Linked DNA regions of Sus scrofa: region 2 is linked to region 1. A link is a contact called in public HiChIP or PLAC-seq data. All regions are on one chromosome and are shown on one strand. Each heading gives the region's core, a stretch centred on a gene start, on an enhancer-like site or on the middle of the called end of the contact. The rest is flanking DNA. Distances are from core to core; before and after follow the strand shown. Region 1 overlaps SDCCAG8 (serologically defined colon cancer antigen 8). Region 2 has its middle 43 kb from the start of C10H1orf100.

Region 1 (6,627 bases), core at 3,365-5,864:
AAGAGTTTGAAAGAAATTAGGGTTTATGAGTTCCTGTCCTGGCGCAGTGGTTTACGAATTTGACTAGTAAACGATGAGGTTGCAGGTTTGATCCCTGGCCTTGCTCAGTGGGTTAAGGATCTGGCATTGCTGTGGCTGTGGCGTAGGCCGGGGGCTGCAGCTCCGACTGGACCCCTAGCTTGGGAACCTCCATATGCCACGGGAGGGGCCCTAGAAAAGACAAAGAAAAAGAAAAGAAATTAGGGTTTAATGCTTTTAGGATAAAAAGAAGAAAATTCACATACTTCAGCTATTTACTGTGTGTATTTATTATAGCTTTCACCAGAGGGAAGCAGAGCAACACATAAAACAGTGCTTACTGAAACCACTTCCTTCTCCATTAACCAGGAATGTGATTATCAAATTATAATTACACAGTGTCTAAGTCAGATGAGATTCAAGTTTCAATCAACTGAGGGGAACACAGAGGTGAAGTGAGGTGGATAGTGTAGTTAAGAGCCACTGGGATAAGGCTAAGGTAGCATAGAATGACTCAGATGCTCTATGTGAGGCACCTTACTTTTACTGGGACTTTTTTTTTGGATTTTGAATTTTTGGGTATCACATATAAAAATATTGTGGATACATCCAAAAGGAAGTTAGAGTTGTTACTTCCTGAAACTCAGAATGGGAAATTTAGATGAACAGACAATTGAGGACTTCTAAATGGGCAGAAATGAAAGATGACACTTCTCATTTTATCAAACTAGGTACTAAATGTTATTTTGAGTCTTTCTTTGTCTTAATTAATGCCTAATGTTTAACCTGGTTATGTATGTAAGAAGAGTGAACTAAATCTTATCTTAGTTGTATTTAAGCAAACTTGATTACTATGTAATTAAACAATAGATGCCTGTATGTTATGACAAATACATTTCATCTTGAAATTCTGTTTATCATTTTTTCAATTTTTAAAGTTTTATTGAAGTATAGTTGATTTACCATATTCTGCTAAAAAACAAAGTGATTCAGTTATACCTGTACACACATCGGTTCTCTTTCAGATTCTTTTCTCACATGGATTATGACAGAATATTGGGTAGAGTTCTTTGTACTCTACGCAGGTCCCTACTGGCCAGTCATTCCATATACCTTGTTTATCATGTAAAGTACAGATTATTTTTAACCATGACCAAATGGAAAATCAGTTAAGTTAGATACTTATATATTTCATATTAGTATAAACATATAATTGAAATACTAGAACACTTGTTTTTTTCTAGTTTTTTTTTCCAAAATTCTAACTCCTCTGTGGCCCTTATCAAGGTTTGTTACCTGGATTTTCTTAGTCAATTAGTTAATATAGCCTTAATTGTGAACATTGAAATATGTGAATAAATGTAATATTCAAACACTATTTTAGATCAGTGTTGACAAATATGAAAAGAGTCTTTATGTTGATTTTAGAGTGACTTTTAACTATCTTAAATACAATTAAAGCTTAATTGTCTCATATCCCCTTTTTTCTTCTAAATTCTAAGGTCCCATTTCACTCTGTCTTGCTTATTCTGGCAGGCTTTAATCCAGTGCGAACAGTTGAAGAATGAACTAGAGAGGCAGACAGAACGACTTGAGAAAGAACTTGCATCTCAGCAAGAAAAAAGGACCTTTGAGAAAGAGATGATGAAAAAAGAAATGACAAAAGAAAGAGAGGACATGAGATCAAAGGTACTTAAGGGTTCAATTTGTTATCCACATTGCAGGAGAAATGTTTATGGGGATGTAATTGCTAATTCTGTAGGCTCTAATTTTTGAATGATCTTTAAAACTTTAAACCTTTTACGTAGTCTAGTTTGCTTAAAACTGAGAGTTCATAAAATTTTCTGTTCTTCAATGTATTTCTCTATAAAAGTTATATTCTCTGATCTTTCCAAAGAAAATAATTAATTAGATTTCATGATGTGAAATTGTGAAATTTACTCTAATCTTGCCATTCTGTTTGATTCCTCCTCTGTCAGAGGAGAGCAGGAGCTCTTCAGGTACCCAGATTTCATTTCAACCTTGGTTAAATCAAGGAGAGATGACTCTCCTGTTTCATCCCCACTTCTAAATTAGACTTTCAGAAGAGAAAAAAAAACCCTTTCATTTGTAAGAAACCAACTGACCCCCCCCCAAAAAAAAGTGATTCTATACTCTGTACAAAATAGGTTCTAACAAATTGCATGATGAATGATCACCATCACCAGATGAATAAATGGAAGGGAGAAATTAGAGGCAAAAGGAAGAGACAACATGAAATGGGCAGTATTTGAAAAGCGGTAGCAGACTAGAATGCAGAGTTTAGTGGAACTGTCTTTAAAGATGCTGCAGGAAAGTGAAATTAAGTGAGATGTGGTTCGTGAAGTAACCCAAACCACAGTTAGTTGCTTTGTTTTGTCAAAGCAGGCTCACAGCTTGGACCTACACATTGTCTTACAATATACCAACATGTGATCATTGACGCATTCAAACACCTACTGAGTCTGTGGTGTGCAAGGCGATGTGCAAGCCGAGGCCATGTAAAGAGAAAAATCACAAATTCTGCCCAGTGAGTTTTAAGTCTCACAGATACCCGAAGCAAGATAAATTCCCTTGTTTTCTTATCCTAAAAAAAAATCAAAAAACAAAGAAGCCTGTCAAAACCTAACTGTACTTCAGACTAACTGCCTACCTTCTCTGACCTGGATTGGTGATCTCAGTTGCTGAAGAAAATCCCACAGTCTTGCAGGTGACACCACCAATGGTCTTTAGTGTCCATGGCTCCTTCGGTGCTTTTTAGCAGTGTTCCTATGCATTCTTTTCTCTCCCATTCATTCAGGATGCAACAGATACTATTTGGAGGTCCCAGGAATGTGGTAGTCACAGGACTAATGCGGTTCCCTCATGAAGCTTATAGACTAGAGGGAGAGGTAGGCGTTAAACACCTACTACTGATTTTTACCCGTGATAAAGTGATTTTTTTTTTTTTTTTTTTTACCGATGAAGGTACAGTGTAGAGTACCATGAGAATGGATAACAGGCAAATATGACTTAGTCTCGGAGGTCAGGAAAGACTTTCCCAAGAAAGAGACTTTGCAAACGAGACTCAGAAGGGGTGGTCCGGTGAAGAGTCTCAGACCCAGGAAGACAACATTCCCAAGGCTCTGAAGCCAGAAAGCATCATACTTTCTAGGAATCTAGAGAAGGCTCAGATGACTGGAGCATTGAAGTTAGGTTCAGAGCAGTGGAAGATGAGTTGGGAGAAGAACGCAGGGACCATATCGTAAATGGCTTTAAAATTCATGTGAAGGATTTTTAATTTTATGCAAGCAGTGATGGAAAGCCATTGAATGGCTTTAAATTGGGCCATGTCATAGTGTCATTTACATTTGGGAAAAAATCATCTGTCAGGAGATTTGAAGGAGAACCAGTGACTGCCTGGAGATCAGGTGGAGGTAATTGGAGTAGTCCAGGTAGGAGGTGATGGTATCTTGCAAGGACTATTTCAAATCGCTTTTATTCTCCTCAAATTCTCTACCACAGCTCCTTTCCTCTCATCCTCAGCAGAGAGCCTTACTCTCCTAACAAAGGAAGTTGAAGTGATTAGGTGTAATCACTTCAACTTATTTATTTCCCCCCACCTCTGCCTGAAGCACAGTTGCACCTGTGTTGCACTCTGGTCAGAGGGAGAGGGGCTTAATGCTAATCCTTTCTCCTTGTTGTGGATCCCAACCTCTGCCACCACTTCGGGGACCTGTTTCTATTAGTTCCCCGCTCGCTTCCACTTCCGAATCTTCAGCCTGTCCTCACTGCAGCCTCTTCCTTATCATCAAGAAAATACTCAAATATTTTTCTCTCATCTGTTGAAAGAAACAACCATTCTAGTCTTTCTCCATCTTGGCTACCCAAAAGTTCCAAAAACTCATAGCTCAATCTGTATCCAAAATGACTCATGGGAGAATATCTGAGGGTAGGATAGAGGTATCTGTCATTTAAAAAATTGTCCAGGTGATTTCAATGTGCAGCCAAGACTGGAAGCCACTTTACTAATCCATTTCCCTCCTTACTCTTTCCCTCAATAGTCAAGTTTCTTGAAAGATTTGTCCATGTGTGTTGTTTTTATTTTCTCCCCACTCACTCACTGTTGAGCCCACTGCATTTCAGCTTTTGTGCCCCTAGCCAATGAAATTACTGTTGCTGTATTCACTGGAGACCTTCTTGTGCTATTTTTAGTGAATATTTTTCAGTTCTTACTCTCCTTAAAAGATTCTCTTTCATGTCTCTGAATCGATGCTCTTGATTTGGGAGCATGATGACGTGTGCCTTTTAGGTTACTGTGGTAAAGTGCCTTTGAGATAATGAAGGCGACATGTCCAGAAAGCAACTTGACAGGAGGTTTTAAAATTTAGCAGAGAGCTTTAGATTTAGGTGTTAAAAATGGCTAAAACATTTGAGGCTTTGATTTCAAGTATATATATGGTATTGATTCCTAAATCTTTATCTCTTTAGTGAGCTCCTGAACAGCTTCACTCCCCATCTTCCCTCTCATGGTAGAAACACTATTTATTCATTCAGCCGGTTGCCCAACTCAGAAATCTTGCTGTCATCCCTGTCTCTTCCTCCTCCCTCACCCCGGACATTATTGAGTCATCAAGTTCTAGGGATTCCGGCTCCGGGCAACTTTACGTTGCCCTGTCTCTCCATCCCAGTGCTTTCATACATCACCCTTGGATGATTCCGCCAGCCCCAGATGGTCTCCTTGCTTCCAGTCTCACCTCCTTCTCATCTGTTGTCTGCTCCGAAGAGTCAGAGATGATCTTTCTAAAATGAATACGTCAATAGGTCAGTCTCTTGTTTTACAGTCCTTTCATGTCCCTGTCTAACCCCTTGGATAAAATGTAGGATCTTTTACATTTTTCTTTCTCTCTTTGGCTGTGCAGTGTCATCTCCTTTCTTCCTATATCACCACCATCCTGACCCGCTTGCACCTCCTCAAGTGTGGAGACCTGCCAGTCTGCCATGCTATTTTTCATTTCCAGCTTTTGCCTGTGCCTTTTCCCTCCTGTTTCCCTCCTGTTTCCCTCCTTGCTACCCCCCACTGCCTAGAGGAATCTTCCTCTGGCCTCTGACTCATCCTTCATGGTTTTTCTTTTTTTTTTTTTTTTTTTAATAATTTTTTTTATTTTCCCACTGTACAGCAAGGGGGTCAGGTTATCCTTACATGTATATATTACAATTACATTTTTCCCCCACCCTTTCTTCTGTTGCAACATGAGTATCTAGACAAAGTTCTCAATGCTATTCAGCAGGATCTCCTTGTAAATCTATTCTAAGTTGTGTCTGATAAGCCCAAGCTCCCGATCCCTCCCACTCCCTCCCCCTCCCGTCAGGCAGCCACTTCATGGTTTTTCTTGATGCCACCTCTCCTCACAGTCTTCCAATGAGGAGTTTTGGGGAGCCCCTCTGATGGGCTTCTATAACTCAATTTACTGCAAATTCTTGTTGAAGTGTCTTCCCTAATTTACTGTGAGTCCCTGGAATATATGGTTTGTTAACACCCTATTGCTTGGCACATCCCTCCCACATAAAATACCCTCAATAGATATTTGTTGAATGAACACAAAGGGAAGAAAAAAGGCCCTGTGCCATTGGAAAGGCCTGACTAAAATACCAGGAGTTCAGAGGCTCAGACCAGATTCCTCTCTGCAAGAGATCATGGAAAACTTTGCGGAGAAGGCAGCATTTTCACTGAGCTTCCAACAAATAGGCAAGATTTAGGAATGCAGAATGTGCAGGAGAGAATGCTGGCTATAACCAACACGAGGAAGGACGCATGAGGAGGTAGATGAAGTTGTGAGCTGAGCCTTGCTTTTGCCAGACCGAGAGGGTAGCATCAAGAGCAAAGATCAGCTACCCTTCCCACCTGGGAGACTTTTTTCTGTGTTGTTTAGGGAGGAGTTCTTGCTGAGCAGTTCTACTATGTAAAGATATGTTGATGAGAATTCCTGATAAGAAGAGGCAAAAGATAGCTGAAATCCGGCCAGGCAGTATTCCAGGTGCTTTCATGTGTAATTTTCTTAAACTGCTAATTATTTTATGAGTGAAAGTGGCAACTGGAATACAATGCATTTGTGAGCTTGAGTCTTTTTTTTTTTTTTTTTTTCCTTTTACCCCCAGTAAGCCTTAGTTGACATTTCTTCTCAAGGTCATACCCTAAATAAAGATGTATGAATAATGAGCTGAAAGTGATCCTAGCACTGAAGCCAGTACTCTCACAGGAAATGGTAGAAGGAGGCTTTGGAGTAAAAGAATTTAGTGTTGAGTCCACTTTGACGTTTCTATGACCTTGAAAAATGCAGTTAACCTCTCCCCATTTCAAAGGCATAAATAATGGAGTTGATCTATTGATCAGTTGATAGGATGAAATAAGTAAATATTTTGAAACTACTTAATATACTACCTGGCTTAGAGTAGACAAATTAACAAATTTTACCTTGTGACTGTTATTCTCACTCTAGCAAGAGAGAAAGAAATAGCCTTACTGGATAGATTTCTTGGACCTATGTCTTGGTTACAAGCAGACAGAATTTAATATAAAGCCCACCTTTATTTTTTATTTATTATCTGAAA
Region 2 (6,248 bases), core at 2,353-4,852, 890 kb after region 1:
GCAAAACTGAGTCATTGTGACAGCGAGAGGACAGCCCAGAAAGCCTAAAATGTTTACAGAAAAAAAAATATTTGTCAGCCTCTGCTCTGAGTCCCTTCTATGCTCCCATCACAGTTATTCATAAATCTGAGGCTGAATACTAGAAATTAAACTTCTTAGCAGTGGACTCAGTTGAGGTTTCAGCAATTGGAATTGAGTCTCAGGTGAATCTGAAGGTTGGAGGCTTCCGGTTGCATCTGGCTTGTTACCCTGTAGCCCTGAAGCAAGTCATGGATTAAAATAAGGATTTAAAAGAACTGAAGGGGGAGTTCCCATCATGGCTCAGTGGTTAGCAAATCCGACTAGGAACCTTGAGGTTGCAGGTTCGATCCCTGGCCTCGCTCAGTGGGTTAAAGATCCGGCATGGCTGTGGCTGTGGTATAGGCTGGCGGCTACAGCTCTGAATGGACCCCTAGCCTGGGAACCTCCATATGCCACAGGTGTAGCCCCAGAAAAGACAAAAGAATCAATCAATAAATAAAAGAACTCAGGAGGTTTTAAGATGCGGAGAAGCTGGATGGAGAAGAGGCAAGGACCTGCCGCTTAGCACAGAGAACTCTACCCAGGATTCTGTGATGATCTCTGTGGGAAAAGAATCTGAGAGAGAAGGGATGGATGGATATGGACAACTGGGTCACTTTGCTGTACAGCAGAAATCAATGCAGCACCGTAAATCAACTAGCCTTCAATCCAATGAAAAAAAACAAACAAAACACTAAATGATGGAGCAGAGGAAGCAGCGCTAACCTGAGAGTTAGTGGCATAGCTGTGTTCCAGTCCCTGGCTGGCCACCAATTAAGAGCGTGACTAGAGCAATCGCTGCTCCTCCTGTAAAGTAAGGGAATAACGGGGGCTCATCTGTTCATCAACTGTCTTCGAATTACTGCCGGGGTGCGGGGGTGGGGGGGTGCCGAGGTGGGGCTGGGGGGCACGAGCAGGGCGGGGGCGCACTCATCGTCACAGACCTGGACGTTTGGGACCTTGTCATCTCAACGATGCCTTTCCAGCATCAAAGCTTCCCATAAAGTGAGACTTGACCTTGTGACGCCGTGGCCTTGGGGAAAGCATTGAGTTGACGTGCCCGCGGTGGTTCCAGTTCCACCCGGTCTCAATGACGTTCACCCTGGCGGCAATTGGCGCTCACCTCTTTGCAAATAGATAACCAGTTAGTCTAAGTCCAGTGCATCTATGGAGAGAGAGGCGGGTCCTGGACCACTGTGGACAGGCCCTTGACCTTGAATTATGTGGCAGGAGCAGGGACATGCAGATTGGCCCTCAGAATTATGCCGTCTAGACCAGTATCAGCCCGAGTTCGCCTACCCCATCCTAGCACCAGCAGACACCTCAAGGATGGCTTTCTCCCTGGAGGAACTAGACCATGTAGCAGAAGGATCTGAAGGATGCTGCCAACAGCGTTAGGATAATTGGGACTTGACAGCAAATAAATCCTGTAGAATCAGGACCACTTTCCCCCTCCCAAAGCCCCAAAGTGAGGACACCTTCCAAAAGCTCAGAACAGTCTGTTTATCTGCTTGGTGGAGAGTCCCTCGTCCTGGACCGCATGCTGCCCCCGGCCCCCGCAGTGCAGTGAACCCAGTTGGCAGCGCGGAGACACGTGGATGGCAGTCAAACACCCAGATGAAAACTGCAGCTGATGGCCCGGCCTTTCAGGTCAGTGGCTGCTGTGCCACAGCTCTGCCCCTGCCTCCTGAAGTTCAAATGCCAGGCTGATTTCTATCTGGAAGCGTCCCAGCCCAAACATGGAACAAAAGTTGCCTCTGACAAGCCCATTCCGGGTTCCAAAGTATGTTATTCTGTTTGTTGGCAAATAGAACTGTCACCAGCAACAATAACAACACTGTTTCCCCTCCATTGAGGCTACTTCATTTCTTCACATTTGTTCCAGGGCTGGAGCTGGACAGATGAATAATGCAGACCAGGCGGCTGGCCCAAGCCCTGACCTCATGCCTCCAAAAGCAAACACGGCAGTGAACACGGAGACGTGTTTGTTTGAACTCTCACTGCCTAACTTAAAAAAGAAAAAGGACGAAATAAAAACAAGCCTCCCATCATCCCATGCCATCAGGGTAGCCCCTGAAGTTTTATTGTTTTGTTTTTCTTTTTGCATTTCTCACTTTTTTCAAACGGGGAACTAATGCCCTCTACTGGTGCAGGGAAGGGCGCCAGTCCCCCCATCGTCGGGGTTACCCTGCCATCTCGTGGCCATCTTCGGGAAGTGCAAGTTTAGATAAAATCCATTTCAGGCCTCATAAAACCCAGGTCGTGTGAAGGAATCTTCAAAATATTTAGACAGGCTTTCATTTAAAACATCCCGAGAAGATAGACTGGATTGTTCGTGGAAAACAGAGATTGGATTTGGAGTCAGAATGCAGTTCCGTATCTCCGTGCCAATCAGCCATGCGTGGCAGCACACGAGCAAATCGTTTCATTTTCTGAACCTGTTTCCTCACCTGTAAAATGAAGGGCATAATAAATGTTTGATGCTTAGAGTTTTGTGAAGCTTAAATGAGGCTGCACGTGAGAAGTGACTTGTGGAGCTCTCCTATGGCTCAGCAGGATCAGGATGAGCGGGTGTTGTCACTGCCGTGGCTCAGGTCACTGCTGTGGTGCAGGTTCGATCCCTGGTCCGGGAACATCCCCATGATATAAATATGTTAAATATCTCTAAATATATTAAGATATATTTATGTACATAAATAGTAATATTTATTTATTGCAAATAAATATTTAAAATTTTAAAGATATATTAAAGATCTCTAAAGAAGTGGATTCTCTCATAACCTGGTAAAACTTTTTCCAAGACTCAAAGCCGGTTTCACTTTCTGACCCTCCTATAGCATAAAGCCTGAGCCTTAGAATGAGACGGGAGAAGGATCCCCCATCCTATACTTTCCTAAAGGCACAAGGCTGTCTGGTTCCTTAGCTTTCACTTTCCAGATTTAAGGGAAACCAGTTTCTTTGGCCTTTCTTCAGAGGACCAGCGAAAGGATAATAATGAGGAAGCAGGAACCTAGATGAGCCAGTGGAAGTTAAACTCTGCTTACCTGGAATCGCCCAGAGGCCCTTAGGGCGGGCGCTTCCTCATCTTCCAGAAAGAGCCCGGAGCCAGACGCTGTGGGCTCAGGGCTGACGTCAGATGACTCATCAAACTCAAGATGGGTTTGGCGGCCGAGGCTTCTGTGCAGCTGTTTGGAGGAAGCCAAGAATTTCTGGTGCCTTGCTCTGGACTTGGTGAGCAAACCCAAACGCTGCAGTCCCCTCCTCATGCTCAGTGTCAGTCCTGCCTGGTCGGCGGCCCAGCCAGCACCGGGTCTACTGATAAAAACGTCCAAGGCCATCCACAGGCCAGCGCTTCTGTGTTCTCTGGTTACAGTTTATCACTCCCGCCCCACTGATGCGGGAGGCAGGCTTAGGGGACATTTGGCAGCAGGATCAATAGTTTTGCAGAGAGAAAATGGCCTGCTGGCCAAAGGGACATCAAATCCTCGGGGGAGTGGTGAGGAGCTATGACTCAGATTTCCAGGCCATCTGCCCCCCTCCTTACCCCCTCCCCCCAGCCCCCAGGCTGGGCTCCGCTTCCACCTGTTTCCAGGTTTTGTTCATCTAGGTCTGTCCTCAGGAAGCCATCTTTGACTCTCTGAATGTCACCAGCCAACCTGTGTGTCAGCAGGTGACAGAGGAAGGAGGCAGGCCGTGTCTTCGGGGGGTGCTGTGGTGGCCCGGGGGTGGGGGCGGAAGGAAAAGGTCAAGCCTCTACCCTGCAGAATGAGAGCCTCCTTCCCAAGGCCGAACGGTGACGGCCGGCACGCCACGGTCAAGGCGCCCTCTCATTCCCCCCACCCAGCTCTTACTGGGCTGCCCAGAAGCTCTACAGTGACCTCCTTGTGGATGTAACCTACAGCTTTTTTGGTTTTTTGCTTTTTTTTTTTTTTTTTATGGTCACACCTACAGCATATGGAAGTTCCCAGGCTAGGGGTCGAAGTGGAGCTGCAGCTGCCAGCCTGCACCACCGCCACAGCAATTCAGGATCCAAGCTACACCACAGCTCACGGCCACGCCGGATCCTTAACCCACTGAGCAAGGCCAGGGATCGAACCCGCATCCTCATGGATACTAGTTGGATTTTTTTTTTTTTTTTTTCCTTTTCTAGGGCCACTCCTGTGGCATGGAGGTTCCCAGGCTAGGGGTCCAATTGGAGCTGTAGCCGCTGGCCTACACCACAGCCACAGCAACTTGGGATTCGAGCCATGTCTGCGACCTACACCACAGCTCATGGCAACGCCGGATCCTTAACCCACTGAGCAAGGTCAGGGATGGAACCTGCAACCTCATGGTTCCTAGTCGGATTCGTTAACCACTGAGCCACGACGGGACCTCCCCCACTAGTTGGATTCTTAATGCACTGAGCCACAACGGGAACTCCCTCGGGCCACTTCTGAAAATAGGTGGTTCTCCCCCTGCTGCCACTGGGAGACAGGGAGCCATCAGGGTCTTCTTCCCTCGGAGGAAGAAGAGCTTTTTCATACCTTCTAAATGACTCACTCCAGCCAATGGCACGTTGGAATCCAAGGTTCAGGGGCAAACTTTCTAAGCCGAGGTTCATATGAACCGATGAAGCCAAGTGACTATGAGGCTGCTGACAAAATTGTTGGTTTTGTGTGAGGTGGACCTTGGAGATGCACGAGTGTGGCTTTGAGCACCAGCCATGTGCAAGAGGCTGCAGAAGGTCGGGGTGAGGGGGTCAGAGTGGGCTGCAGGACCGGGTGCTCTCAGCCCCACGTGTTCAAGCGAGATCGCCCACAGCAGAAACCAGGGCATCGCCAGCTTTAACCACGAACCGATTTTAACATGAACCAATACTGCATGTACGTGGGTAAGTCCACTCATTTTTCGGCTTTCTTTTAGATGAATTCAGGATACACTTATTACTATAACCCTGTAGTTAAAATATCTGTCCATTATGTCAGATCTCACACAAGTTTCAGGAGAAGAAGTAGGGGGAGTGTGGGCTTGTTACATGATAAAGATTTCGACTCGTCTTCTCCCTGCTTGCTGGTAGGAAGCCTCTAAACCCTTGGAATTTCTGGAGTCAAAGGAACCTCATTATGCCCCGTGGGCCCCTCAGAACACCCCTGAGTTCACGCTAAGGAGGTGACTCCTGGGGGGCTCCTAGGTAGCTTCAGGATGGGGGGGCTGATGGAGCCGGAAAGACCAGTGCAGTCTTAGGATTAGAGAGTGGGCCCCTTGGGCCACGTGATGTCAAGTGCAGCCTCGGTGCAGGCGGGATGCGATGCCGTCGCCAAGGCCAATGATTCAGGGATCATCGCTCTGCCCGCCCCCACCGCTCCGCCCCCAGCCTGGGCAAACTCCCGCGGTGGCCGTCATTCGCGCCGACACGTGGCATATCCGTCCTAAGGACACCGGAAGTGCGCAGCAGGCCCCTCCCCGCTTCGCCCTGGCTGGTCCTGCTGCGATTCCTCTACCATAAACTGCATCGTGCAGATGGCACTTCCCTGAAGGCTGTGCGTCCCGCTAGCAAATTGTGGAAGTTGAAGTTCTGGTAGGAACCCCCCCAGTTTGTAGCCGGCTGGTCCCAAGTACAGGCCTGGGAACCCTCCCGCTGCGGAGGGAACTGTGGAGAACCCCGGGGGAGGTACAAGGGGCACTGGTACCGTGTTTACTCGCATTCGCCTCCCGCGCTATGCAGGCGGTGTCCAGTACCGCCTAGGGGTGAATACGTGAGTTAATCACGCAACAGAAGGGCCCCTGACCGCGGCCCAGCATGGGGAGTGGGTCGAATCATGCCTCACCTGATCCCCCCCAAGTCAGCCCCATTCCCACCTGTCCTCCACTAAGTGTCATTTGCGTCCTGAGCTTAGGAGCACCTGGGAGGATCGATCCTGTCCCTCTGTCTGTCTCTCTTCACCCTTATACTCAAATCCCTCCTACATGAACTCTCATTAGCTTATTTTCACCCACAGTATAGGCCCATAGAAGAACCTAGTGGGGAGTTCCCCTTGTGGCTCAGTGGTAATGAACCTGACTAGTATCCATGAGGACGCAGGTGAAATCCCTGGCCCCGTTCAGTGGGTTAAGGATCCCACCTAGCGGTGAGCTGTGGTGTAGGTCACAGACTCGGATCAGATCTGGCATTTCTGTGGCTCTGGCGTAGGCCGGCTGTAGCGTTG

Evidence for each region. HiChIP or PLAC-seq counts read pairs in DNA pulled down with a chosen protein or histone mark.
Region 2: an H3K27ac HiChIP or PLAC-seq map of alveolar macrophages shows a contact between it and region 1. The contact joins two enhancer-like sites. A contact is called at or near these places in 3 of 5 promoter capture datasets (fetal liver, fetal skeletal muscle and liver), 24 of 47 Hi-C or Micro-C datasets (adipose tissue, alveolar macrophages, brain and 15 more) and 2 of 2 datasets of contacts at active chromatin or transcription factors (alveolar macrophages and skeletal muscle).

The regions. Positions count from the first base shown.
Region 1 is chr10:16,261,872-16,268,498 of Sscrofa11.1, forward strand. SDCCAG8 (serologically defined colon cancer antigen 8) reads left to right here. Exons shown (of 16, transcript XM_021064181.1): 10 at 1,555-1,707. Among named protein-coding and RNA genes, the nearest start is that of CEP170, 74 kb to the left of the region's middle. Within about 2 kb of position 4,615, at least 3 of the 83 cell types and tissues checked have an H3K27ac peak or open chromatin away from gene starts, as enhancers often do. A contact at or near this core is called in alveolar macrophages, where this site is marked.
Region 2 is chr10:17,153,054-17,159,301 of Sscrofa11.1, forward strand. No RefSeq gene overlaps it. Among named protein-coding and RNA genes, the nearest start is that of C10H1orf100, 43 kb to the right of the region's middle. Within about 2 kb of position 3,603, at least 33 of the 83 cell types and tissues checked have an H3K27ac peak or open chromatin away from gene starts, as enhancers often do. A contact at or near this core is called in alveolar macrophages, where this site is marked.